3 separate regions of the Zea mays genome follow, and all the other regions are linked to region 1. Evidence: chromatin contacts called from public Hi-C data. All regions are on one chromosome and are shown on one strand. Each heading gives the region's core, a stretch centred on a gene start, on an enhancer-like site or on the middle of the called end of the contact. The rest is flanking DNA. Distances are from core to core; before and after follow the strand shown.

What was found. Hi-C and Micro-C count contacts between places; a contact is called where the count stands out from the background.
Region 2: a contact with region 1 is called in a Hi-C map of ear, with 3 times the contacts expected there. The contact joins the promoter of LOC100281462 here to the promoter of LOC542487 in region 1. A contact is called at or near these places in 2 of 25 Hi-C or Micro-C datasets (ear and tassel).
Region 3: a contact with region 1 is called in a Hi-C map of tassel, with 5 times the contacts expected there. The contact joins the promoter of LOC100381760 here to the promoter of LOC542487 in region 1. A contact is called at or near these places in 2 of 25 Hi-C or Micro-C datasets (ear and tassel).

Annotation. Positions count from the first base shown.
Region 1 is chr3:54,364,176-54,368,586 of Zm-B73-REFERENCE-NAM-5.0, forward strand. LOC542487 (liguleless 3) reads left to right here and starts at 3,005. Exons shown (of 5, transcript NM_001112038.1): 1 at 3,005-3,509; 2 at 3,620-3,730; 3 at 3,910-4,057. The coding sequence starts at 3,321.
Region 2 is chr3:53,632,476-53,636,965 of Zm-B73-REFERENCE-NAM-5.0, forward strand. LOC100281462 reads left to right here and starts at 2,649. Exons shown (of 9, transcript NM_001154380.2): 1 at 2,649-3,156; 2 at 4,140-4,490. The coding sequence starts at 3,043.
Region 3 is chr3:53,375,130-53,379,685 of Zm-B73-REFERENCE-NAM-5.0, forward strand. LOC100381760 reads right to left here and starts at 3,068. Exons shown (of 17, transcript NM_001361542.1): 1 at 2,914-3,068; 2 at 1,326-1,437; 3 at 1,135-1,237; 4 at 947-1,012; 5 at 739-862; 6 at 369-503. The coding sequence starts at 1,425.

The sequences.
Region 1 (4,411 bases), core at 1,755-4,254:
GCAATCCTGGGCCGAGGTGGGGCCTAAATCGACCCAAGCAGGTAAGTCTGTTTTGTTTTTTTGTTATGAATTCCTGTTTTATATTCTATTCTCCATTTTAACTCAATTTAAATTATAAATTCAATCTGTTTTGTGTTTCAAACTTTAAGTTCAAATGCACATATCAAAACCCCGCATGTATGCAAAGTAACATTTTATTTGAGTTATTTATTATCTCATTCTTTTAGAAAAAAATGTCCATGGTTATGAAGAATGAGAAAATAATTTATACTAATAATTAAAGATCAAAACATCCAATTTAATTAATACAATATATTTTTATCAACACTATGGAATTTATTATAAAAAATAAAGATATATCCATAAGATATTTATTTAGTTTAGTTCTTTTGGATAAAATTTCAACAAAAGATAATATTTGTAGGATAATTAAATTATAAAACAGGTTTCATTTAAAACTTTTGGGAGGATTCTTTTAACACCTCACATTTAGGATTTCACGGTGTTACACCCATAGGGCACGACGCCGAGGCGGGACGCGTGGGGCGAGCTTAGAGTGTCAGCGCGGAGAATGAAGTCGTGGTAGCACTAGGTGCCCACATTAGATTCTTAATAGAGTAGTATAGATTTAAATTGTACAGACTGAGCCTTCAACTCAAACTATCTTTATTTTAAGATATATTATATTAAGTTATACGAACTAACTAATAATTATTAAAAAATGCAAACACCTCGCACTAGTAGAAAAGAGCTCTAAGCTGTCGGCACGCAGAAATTTATACTAACGGTTTCAGTTACTGCTCATGAGTGAAAATAAACAGGTGGATCCAACTTAAGAAACCGCTAGTGTAATATATTTCCACTGACGGTTCATCTAAATCAACCGCCAGTGGAAAAGGAGCTATTTACACTAGCGGTTGGCTTAAGGAACCACCAGTGGAAATGTTATTATTTCCACTGGCGGTTCACTTGAAAAGGAGCTATTTACACTGGCGGTTGTGTTAAGTGAACCGCCAGTGCACCCATTTGTCTTAAAAAGTAATTTCCACTGGCTGTGCACTTAAGCCAATCGCTAGTGGAACAGGCTACTTCCACTTCGGTTTTGTTAACATAGCCGTCAATGAACCGCCAATACACCAATTTGTCTTAAAAGGTAATTTTATAAAAGTACAAATATTAACATTCACCTAATCTAACTCAATACCAGAGAGTACTCAGTACCACAATACATTACAACACAAATCAGATTCATCTAACTACTTCATTATATCTAACTACTTCATTACATACACTACATCAATTATACTCCAGCAGCGGTCTAATCTCTCACTAATGTCATTTCTGGACTTGTATTAACATTCACCTAATCTGACACATCGTAATCAGCTTGGCCATGCGAACTACTCCCTGATCCTCCTTTGTGGCCTTAGTTCAACAAATAGTTGTGCAAAGCAAAACAAGTAATTACAATCTTCACTTGCCCGCTTCTTTCGTACATTGGGACTCCTCGTAGCACATACCACCTTGATTTGACAAAGTCCAAAAGCCCGTTCAACTACATTTCGCAGACTCGAGTGGTGGAAATTGAACTTTTCCTGCATAGTTTCTCTGCTCCTCTTCGATTAAAATCTTCTAAGTGATATCTCTAATTTCGATATGGTGGCAAGTAACCTTCACGAATTGAGTAACCAACATCCACTAGATAATATCTCCCTGTACACAAACAAATAAACTAAGAAAAATATTTACTAGATCGTAATGAAGACAATGTATACAATGCAACATAACATGCCAGCATACCTATGGTGAGTGTGGATAATTCGCTTCTCCCATACAATTCCTGAGCACTGCCAGTGAAAATGTTGGCGGGTTGTTTAAGAAACCCGCCAGTGAAAATGCCGATTTCTACTGGCCCCTAGCACTGAAGTCACTGAAAAACGCCAGTTCAAATAGCTCTAGAACCACCACTATAGAGCTTCTCTATACTAGTGTCGGGCGACAAATTGGCTTTCTCTTTATATGTTTACCCTTGGCGCTATGTAATAATTCTCAATACAAATAGGGAGCCCGTGGTGGGCTCCCGGCTCAATTATTCTACGAAAACAAGATATCCATCTAGGGGTCTAGATTGTTTGGTTCAAGTGGAGATGGCAACGGGATATATCGGATAGTACCATCTCATATCATTATTTATAAAAAAATATAACAAACTAAATAACTGCATAATTTGATAGTTAAACAAATGAAAGGTAGCTAGAGAAAGATTTTCTTTCGACTAAGATGAGGTTTATTAGATGGTTATAGTTATATAAAGCGGGTATATTTTATTCATGGGTACACGGATATGGGTAATATCAACTCGTAAACTCGTACCTATACCCGTCAATCCGATAGGTAAAGATTCTTATCCATCAGTATAGGGTTTTTAGGTACCAATTGTCATCTCTAGGTTCCACGAACTAAAGTTTAGTCCATGTCACATTAGATATTTGAATAAAAATTATGAGCATTAAATATAGTCTAATTATAAAACTAAGATAAAGACTAAACGATAAGACAAATTTATTAAACCTAATGAAGTCTATATTTAATACTCGTAATAGATATTTAAAAAATATTAAATGTTACACGGACTAAATTTTAGTTAGAATAACCCAACACTCTAATATGAGATACAGCGTGTTTTGTTATTTTAATACAGAATTATGACTGGAAGTATTAATAATGGTAATGAGTTGCAACAGAATTGTCTGTCACTGGAGATAACGTAGGGAGGAAAACTATATTTAAGACATGATCACCTCGGTCCTTCTAGAGAGCATCCTTCCAAATCCCGGAACACACAAGGGTCCAACCATGCTAATAAAGAAATCAAATCAATTAAACCTTCCCAATGTGTATCCAGTAAAACAACAGTCAAGATGCCAAATACCTCCCCCTTCCCCCCAACCTTCACATTTTCCACGTATGTAGAATACTCCACCTCCACCCCCGTGCCCCGTCCATTTCCCATCCCCAACCTCTCTCTCTCCCCCCTAGGAGTGGGAGCTCCTGGCTCCATCTATCCGCCTGCAGATATCACAAGCTTTTCCTGCTGCTGCTGCTGCAGCAGCACCTGCAGCTTCTCCGTCTGCAGTGCGAGCAGCTGCTAAAAATTCCCCCATAAGCCTCTGGCTTCCTGCCCCCCTCACTTTCTTGGAAGCCCAGCACAACACGAGGATCATATTCACTCCCTACAGTGGCGTACTAGAATACCAGTTGTGCGCAAACAGCGGCAGCAGCCGTGATGTACAGGTGAGCTGGCTCTGCCGCTCCACTCCATGGAGGATCTGTACAGCATCCACCCGGGGATCTCGCGGGTCGTCGGAGGCGCGGCGAGCGAGGCGTCCGTCGCCGGCGCCGGCGCCGGCGGGCCCTCGCCGTCGGATCTGACGGAGCTCATGAAGGCGCAGATCGCCAGCCACCCTCGCTACCCGTCCCTCCTCTCCGCCTACATCGAGTGCCGCAAGGTGCGTGCCAAAAGTCTAGCTACGTGCACGGATCTTGATCCATGTTTTTATTTCTTGCGTTATATACGTGGATGTGTCGTCGTCCGCGCGGTTTCTTTCTTGTTTTCAAGGTGGGAGCGCATCCGCATGTGACGTCGCTGCTGGAGGAGGTCAGCCGGGAGAGGCGCCCCGACGCCGGCGCCGGGGAGATCGGCGTCGATCCTGAGCTCGACGAATTCATGGTCGGCGTCGTGTATATCTACCCCTATCTATCTATCTATCTTATTATCTAAATAAAAATAAAAAGGGATAATTATACATGATTCCAGGCCAGCGGATTTATTTATTTGTTCCTAATCGTCTGTTATTACATGCGCTGCGCACGCGCCGACGCGCCTGCGTGCTTGTGTTGTGATTCCAGGACGCTTACTGCCGGGTGCTGGTGCGCTACAAGGAGGAGCTGACCCGGCCGTTCGACGAGGCCGCGTCGTTCCTGAGCAGCATTCAGGCGCAGCTCAGCGACCTCTGCAGCGGTGGAAGCTCGCCGGCGGCTACCGCCACGCACTCCGGTGAGGAAAGGAAATAAAACAAACCCCACGCACGCTCCCCATCTCTACACGGCACAAGTTTTTTTTTTAATGGCGAATATCCAGGACGCTACGTCGCGTTGCACGCTGGTTTTGTTGCCGTGTGTACTCGTATGTGTTGTGTGTATCAAAAGACGCGAGCCTCTGAAAGAATTCATGTGCATGCGTGTGCGCGTGTTCTTAGCTTGCTGAAGGGTCAAATCGTGTCCATGCAAATGGGGTGCAGGGGTGTCAGAGCTAGGCTGGGGTAAAGCATTGGGAGGGCGGTGCTTGCTTGTGTAGGGTTTTGTCCAAGGTTGGAGGCTTCCTCCTCTCTCTCACATAGGCTTTAGCTAT
Region 2 (4,490 bases), core at 1,399-3,898, 730 kb before region 1:
CATACTTATATTTAAGTCCGTATGGGCGACATACTCAAATCTAAGTTTGTTGAGAACCCGTATAACCGATGTACTTAAATTTAGCTATGCTCCTCTCATGTACAGTCGACGTACTTAAGCTTAAGTACGTTGGCTTTATTTGCTGTAAATATGTTGAACAACGTTTTGGGTATGATAACAAATCCAATGAAGCTACTAAATTGCATACATTACAAAGTTTTGAGGATAGATGACTAGATAGAATATTTGGTTGAGTTGTTCCGTAATGGTAACACGAAAAAAGAAAAAAAAGAAAAAGGAAGTGTGGAAAAATGACAAGAAGATATTGGAACATCAATTTGAAAGAGATGATAGAAGCGAGAGTTCATTTTGGTCATGGTATTAAGAAATGGAATCCCAAAATGGCCCCTTACATCTAGGCAAAGCGTAAAGGTACTCATATTACAAATCTTGCTAGAACAACTCGTTTTTTATGAAAAGCTTCTAATTTAGTTTTTTATGCAGCAAGTCGGGCATAAATGATGTGTTTGGTTTGAGGAATCACCCTATCCAAAATAAAATGGTGCATCATGGGTCCATTCCTCAACTTTGGTGGGATGACTTCATTCCACATATTAGTACTAAATAACTAACTATGAGGAATGAGGTGGTGATGGATTAACTCATTCCATTCCACAAACCAAACAAAAAAGTGAGGAGTGAGAAGATAATGGACTACTTCATTACTCAAACCAAACACCCTAAAAGCTTCTTAATTGATCCCAATTATAGTTTATGGTATGGGTTTTATGTTTTCTATATATTATACGTAAAACTTATATTTTTAATGAGTGTGTTCTTTAATTAAAATTTCACTATTGACTTTTCTTGTCTCATATAATCTATCTGTCGTATATATAGAGAGATTGAAAGTAGTTGTCTAGGGATGTAATATGGTTCGGAAAATATTTGTCCGGATCCGAATTCGAAGATAGTGGACATTGGTTCGGATGGAATTTTTAGATAACAGATACGAATACAGATATTATGTTTGGATATCGAATTCGATTACAATATATCTGTTATCCGTTGGATATCGAATATCTGGATATCTTCTAGGATATCCAGATATCTAATCCGGATAGTTGTGTGCATTTTGTTGATTTTTTGTATAAAGGAATTAATAATACACAAACAGCCTCAGAAATTCATAAAATTTTATGGAGGCATAGCATATGTCCACATATAATCCTCCAAAAATTTAGACCATAAAATTCACAATATGCTAGTGTTTCTTTCATTTCATTTTCACTTGTTGCGTGAATGACACGTGAAATCACTCTAAGTATCCAAGTTTCAATATAATCAATACTTCACTTTATCATTTTCATATGGAGACTTGAGGTTATATTCTTATAGAATGTTTATTAGTCTTGGTAACTTATTTGCATTTTGATGGTTTTATGCAAAATAAATTAATAATGCGCACACAACTGAAAAATTCATGAATTTTTTAAAAAACGCGACATATGTACACATATAGCGCAAAAAATGTTTGGACCCAAGGAGTGGAAACATGATTATAACCAAGGCAATATCTGTGTCTGACTAGTTCCGTATTCGACACACATCTATCCGTATTTGTATCCGAGAACATTAGTATTCGTATCCGAAGCTATCCGTATTCGAATTCGAATCCGATTAAAAATATAAAAACAAATATGGTTTCAGTGATATCCGACCGTATTCGATCCAATTACATCCCTATAGTTGTCTCCTATCGTTATATGCATTGAGCTTATTAAGATTTTTTAAAAAAGTAAAATTTAAATTTGTCCTATACCTTTTGAAATGATAGATATAAAATTCAAATCCAAATATAGATTCATATGTTTTTTTTTTTACTTTTTCGTCGTAGAAAACAAATGGTGCACAAAAAAATATACAAAATTTATTCCTTCTTTTAAATAATGTGCTTAACAATATAACTAAAGAATAACAACAAATTCTATATACATCTATTTTAAATTATTAAATTTGTCTATGTTTAGAATTCATCTCTATTCCAGGCATCGCTCCTGATCTGTCCGCAGTCCGTTAGTGTCGAATGTTTGTACTGTAGGTGGATAAATACTCAATTAATTTAAATTCTAGTCTAGTCTCATATTTTAGTATAATAAAGTTAAATAACTGTACATAAAAAGTGCTTATATTTTAATATTAAATAAATGTTGTTAAGTTAGTTAGGAAATATATTTTTATAATAAATTAATTGAAAACCATAAATATAAATATTATGTATAAAAAGTTTGGTGACAAATAAAATAAACTTATTAAACTCCCTCACACATTCCCATACACACGTTTCCCCATAAGCCCACACACCATCCAGTGCAGTCCGGCCTCTTCTGTATTTTTATAGGAGCAGTAGGCAGTAGATGCTGCCTCGGCTCTGCGTGCGAAAACATGTACCGGTCGAGTTCATGGTGACCCCACCCCACAGAGAATCAGAGAGATAGGATAGCATAGCAGAGCAGGGGGCGCCTTTGCATCGCGAGGTCACTCCTGTCCCCTCGCCTCCGTCCCCTCCACGCAGCAGCAGCTACACCTACACAGCTGTGTGTGTGTCGGTCGCCAGAATCCCAGAAATTAGATAGCTGGGGTTGGGCGGGCGACCCGCCGCGACTGCAGCGAGAACCTTGGACATGAGTTGAGAGGCCCTATCTTTTCATGCCCATGTCCATCTCGCGAGTGATGAGTGAGAAACCGATTGATTGATTGATTGATGTGTGATGCCTCACTAGCTCCTTCGTGGCAAATCTCATCAGCAACAGAGACGGCTGGTGTGACAGCTTGTGAAGAAAACGCCGGCTCGCTCGCTCGCTCCGTCTCTCTCTCTCCTCCTCGCTGCATATCTTTCCTTTGCCGCTTGCTGTCTCCCTCGCCTCTCTCCAGTCTTCTTCACCACCCTGCTTCCTCCCTCTTCCTCTTTTGTTTCATCAGAGAGAAAAAAAACTAGATTTAGCGAGGGCGGACCGACGACGCAGTAGAAGCAACCGAGACATGGAGCGGCGGAGGAAGGCAATGTGGCTGTACCCCAAGGTCGTCGGCTTCAACCCGCCGGAGAGGTGGGGCCACTCCGCCTGCTTCTTCGAAGGCTTCGTCTACGTCTTCGGGGTACGTATATCGTGATCAACCGGCGGTTCAGTTTTTCGTCCTCTTCTTGATCCCGTCTTCTCCAACCACGTTTTTGCTCTGAATTCTTGTACAAATTTCGCATCTTTTTTTTAATTTGATCGATTCATACCCTAGTAGAGCTATATAGCACAATATAATATGGGAGGAAACTTATTAATACTGGTATAAGCTGCGAACGTATTCAGAGTCTGCCGGGTCTTGCATCTCCTAGTTCGTCAGGAGGAAGACGCATGCTGGTGGTGGCGTGAGCTCCGACCCCCCCCCCCCCCCCTGTCGCGGCTGAATGATTCAGGGCAGAGTCTTTCGGAGGAAAAAGTTGTATCTTTTCCGGTGTTGTTCTTCATCCTCTGGGTCTGGGAGCTGTATTTTGTCCCGTTGCTCCTCCTCCCACTGATGCAGGAAGCCAACAATCAAAATGTTCCGCAGCTTTCACCAAAAGTGAGGGGGAGTCCTTGGTCCATGCGGTAATATTCCCTCCACAATGAAAAAAAAGTAGCAGCGGTAGCAAAGCAAAAGCAGCTTCGCCTTTCGTTGAATTATTGCTGTACAGTTTGTTCGTCACGGCCGCCCCACCTGCAGTCCAGTTTGCTGCTACCTACAATCTTGAGGCCTCACCTCATCCTCACACCACATCTTGTCCCCAACCACTTGTTGGTTCGAGCTGAGATTCTCAATGGTTTAGCGGCAAATGTACTGCATCAGGAGTGGGACGAGCGGATGGGGGAAAAAGGAGGAACAAGAGACCTTTTTTTTTTCGCTCTGGTTTCGTTTCTCTTTCTCTTTCCCCCGTCGCTTGGGAGGGTTGGACCAGTCCGTCCCGCGTTTAAGCTTCCCCGCTGATTGGTATGCTGCTGTGATGGTGGTGTGGTCAGTGGTGGAAATGTTAAATGCCAGCAACCTCACGATCCATGGAACTACCAGTACGCGACACACAGCTCCACTTACCATGCCATGAACCCCAGGGATGCTGCGGCGGCCTGCACTTCGGCGACGTGCTGAAGCTGAACGTGGAGACCATGGCGTGGAGCCTTGTGGCCACGACGGGGCAGTGCCCGGGCACGCGGGACAGCCACGGCGCCGCGCTGGTGGGCCACCGGATGCTCGTCTTCGGGGGCACCAACGGCGGCAGGAAGGTGAACGACCTGCACGTGCTGGACCTGCGCACCGGGGAGTGGACGCGCCCGCAGTGCAAGGGCGCGCCGCCGCCGTCGCCGCGGGAGAGCCACACCGTCACCGTCGTCGGGGGCGACCGCCTCGTCGTCTTCGGCGGCAGCGGGGAGGGCGAGGGCAACTACCTCTGCGACGTGCACGTG
Region 3 (4,556 bases), core at 1,818-4,317, 990 kb before region 1:
TCTCTCACACTTCTTCCTCCAACCCTCCAACCAATAGCCACTCATACAACCTCCGTAGCCGGGGTAATTCTATCAGCATCATATATATTATACAAGGTTTGCTAAGAAATAGATTATGTTCTCATTCTTAGTTTCAAATAGATACTTAAGTACTGATAATGTCAAGCAAGAACTTTAGTATATTATACTAATAATACTATAACTCTATTTCTACTTTTTACTTTCTCCTTTTGGTATCAGTAGCTCTTGTTTGGATTCATCTCTAGCTTGCCCTTGATTACTTGAGGGCGAAAAATGTTTGTTGCTGCTCTTGCTGTTGTATATAGACAAGCAAACCAAATAATGAAAGAATGGTATAAAGGCAGTACCGATTTAGACACAAAACCAACAGATCCAGGCCTGTAAAGCTTGCACTGAATTATGTTATCAATGGTTCCAGCGGTATCACCAATCTTGAAAGCACCAGCTTGAATTCCTCCAACTGTTGCAGGTCCAATGATGACCTACAAACCATATTAAAGCTGTTTACCAAAAATAAGGGACAATATGCAGATGACAAGACATGGAGTGTGCCAGTAGCAATGTCTAGGATGATTGGATGAACCTAAAGTTTTTTTATAAACTTATATACAGAGATATAGTCCTATATTGATATGGAAACGTACTGTTCAGATGATAGTAGCTTGTAAATGAACCATCTTATTTTAAAAAAAACAGTTTGTTAAGCTTAGTCCTTACTTTGTTATTAGCACGTGCATAACTAATTAGCTGCTTGGCATCTGATTCAGGAACACCCTCAGCGATAATGGCTACAACCCTTATTGTTGGCTGCTTCAAAGCTGACATTGAAGAAGCAGCAGCACTGCAAAATCCTCAAATATAGTTAATATCTAGTTACCCAAGACATGTGCTCTTTCGCAAAAGAATAATTGAAATAATGGCTAACCTCCGGAAGGATGCAAAGTTGATAAATACATCAGCTGTTGGGTGTGCACTGCATGCAGCTTCAACTCTACAAAAAATACACAAGTAAATACCAAGCTGTGCTAGCAATCAGATAGCATAGTCATCACCAAAGCTAGAACAATTTTCTTGCCCAATCAAATGGCAGATACGAAGACCTACAGAACTTACGTGGGATGAACCGGAATAGCAATTTCCTCTTGTCCAAAGAAAAGTTTCTGAAAACCATCAGAACCAGGATTGATTATTCCAGCAACAGAAGGTGTTTCTCTCCCTATAAAGAAGCACGGAGTCAGTAAGGAATAAGTAAGTCAGGAACGCCATTCAACCATGTTAACAAAGAATGAAGAGTTGATGTGTACCACAGAGGAAGTCAAAATCAAGCATCCGTTGGATGGGAAGTTGCTTGTAATTGTAGAATAATGCTTGGGTAGTTTTTGAGAAAAGTTGGCCAGTCGCCATGATTTAAGACACCTGTAAAAATAAATAATTATATAATATGGTAAACAGAAAAGTTAGTGGGCAGAGACAATACAATACAAAATCGTAATTAATATTACTTCCAACAGTCCATGCACATATTTCTAGTGAGCTACCAGAGTCCAGAACCAAACTAATAGTGGATAATCATGCATCCATCCCATTGCAATGAACAACTACAAGATGAATCTCAAATGCAAGAAAATACAACAACTGAAAGCTCTATAGCTAACGTACATTAATTTCTTTGAATTATTTTCCAATAATCAATCATGCAGTATAGCTAATTATACTTCTCATAACCAGGTACATAAGGAATCTTTTCCAATGATCTCAAACAAAGAATTACAGACAAATTTATAGCAGACACAAAAAAATGAATTTACAGTCCTAAACTATAAAGACTAATGCAAGGTGTATTAAATCATATTATAATATGACCACATCAAAAAATGCAAAAGTATAAACAGGACACTCAGACCAAGGAGTGAGCTTGTCTTCCAAAATCCAATGTACACTAAATAAAACAAGAAGCTCAACAACCCACAGAATACTGCTCAATATTCAGAAACATACAATAAAGAACTGAAAATCAAAGCAGAAAATCGGGTCTCAAGTACAACACACAGAATACAGCTCAACATCCAAAAGTATACCATAAATGAGCAAAAAATGGAAGCAGAAAATTATATCCCAAGTACAACAGACCAGCACATTGCATTGGCATCATTGCCCAACTACTTCCATCATCATTCTTTAATGACAAAATCGAGCAAACTATATGTACAACATCCAAGTCGTCCAAACCTCTTTGTTTCTCTAGCATCATGGTCCTATATTTGTAAGGTAACTATTCCTGCTCTCCAAATCTCTTCTTTTTTCTAATAACATACGAGTCATTGAATTCAAATCCCCAGTATTGATAATGTTACCATTCCCACGGGCCACGACTCCACGAGATCATGGACAACACTATCGAACGAGTAAACGATCATTAACAACGGATTAAGCCAGAATGAATATCGAAGTTAACTTCCTGAACACGAAAAGTTTAAACCCTCGCTAATTGTCGCTGCCAAAGCCACCAAACCCAACACTACAAGACCGCTAGATCCCGTCAGATCCCTACAAAAACCGCACTGGAAAGTCCAAATAACCGGTATCCAACAAAGCCCCATGACCCCTCTCTCACCACCGGGCAGCAATCCGACTAAACTCGCGCTATAGGATCATTCCCGGCCAAATTCAGATCACAAGCGGCATGCAGGCCCCCATTCCCACCCGAACACACTGAATCACACGCGAGGCGCAAGGTCCAGACGCGATCACGCCGCCAGCGGCGCACGCGGATCCTCAGATCCGCGGTCCGCGATCCGGGCCGCCGAGCGTTCGGCTTAATGCCGCAGAGAGCGAGAGCGGCAGCAGAGGCAGCGGGAGAGTTTGCAAGCTGGGGGTGTTGAAGCTGCGAACCTTCCGGAGGGAGGCCGAAGCGAGGCGGCCGGAGGATGGGGAACGCGGGAGCGGGATTTCGCCGCAGTAGTGCGTCGCTGGAACGGGCGAAGCAAGGCTGGTCGGAAGCAGAGAGATTTATAGTGGCGGGTGGAGGAATGGGGCCGGTGAGGAGTAGCCAGTAGGCGGGCGAGCGATGCACTGCCCATCTACCCACGCACCCCGCCCGCCCTACGCCGCGACGATTGTCTGAACCGGGTCCATGAGCCGTAACAATGAACTTCTGGTTTTGGCTTGATTTTTGATGCCTTCATCTCGTATTTATTGCTCCCTCAATTACAACTAGTACGGTTGGTATTTGATTTCAATCTCCTGAAGGTATTAAAAATCAAGTCAACACAAGTTAAATACTTAAACCTTTGTCCTTTGATTTAACACTTTTTTTCAATTGTTGGCGCAAAGGATCAAGGTTTTTAAAAGGAAGTGTAAATGAAACGATATGAAAAAAATATGTAAAGCATTGTATTGAACTTATCTGATGTGCCTTAACATTTTTATTCTATCTTCCTTTATATTAAATGAGTTTACAAGCATACATTTGGCTCTTTAACATAAGGTGGCACGAAATTTCTTCAAATGCTACGTGATACGAAGCTACGACCCTCAAAAAAGTACTTTATACATGGCACTATTCATCTATTTACAGGGAAGAGAAACTGCCTTCGCACAAGATTACAATCATGTCACTCAAGGTTTTACACATTATTTACAAATGACATCAGGACACCATTGTATTTTCTCCTTCCTCCATTGCGCAGGTCTTGACCTTCGTCGCGTGAAAGCTTCTCCGTGCTGAAGCTTGTGGCCTCGAGTTTTATCCTTTTTTATCGTGTGTGTTGAGCAAAGTTTTTTCCCTTACGCTGCTTTGGCTATTGTTGATAGCTCTTCGGACGAGGCTTAGCTTTGTCTGATGTTAGTTGTATACCTGAAAATCATTTGTTCACTTCGAAACAAAGGTTACCTGAGGACCTTCGGCAAAGGTAGGCCCCCAACAGTAGTCCCTTATGGAATGAGTTTATTTTTTCGTAACGAGCTTAGATCGCAAAAAAATAGAATTGAGAGGTCTTGTGGCGAAGGTCCGAAAAACACCTTCCTGAAGCTCGTTATGGAGAAGATAGACCGATTCAATAAAAATAATTGATCTGGAAGTTAAATCGGCGAGGAGAAGCTGAGAGTGATGCTCAGAAAAGTTTTTTGGCGACTTGCACCGCTTCGTGTCCATTTCTCAATATAAAAACAGTCGAGCAGGTGGGTGTGGATCACATTTACTACCCTCAACTACCTGGTGTGACTCCGAAGCTTCCATCCATCGCTGTTTCGGAAGCTGGCTTCAACGAAGTCATCTAGACAATCTCTAGTCCACCCAAATGGCTAGGATTTGGACGACCACAAAACTGATCACACCTACCTCTTCAGAGGCACGACAAGATACCATGCCCATCTCTGAAGCTATGAGGGCTCCGTTCTCGTCAAGGCTTGTTCCGAAGCTACCCAAGGACAGACCTTTGAAGCCAAACTATAATGAAATTGGGGTTTAGGATTTAAGGAGAAGGACCTACAATCTATGAAGAATCTTGGTTATTTTAGCAGTAAAGTCAATGTGC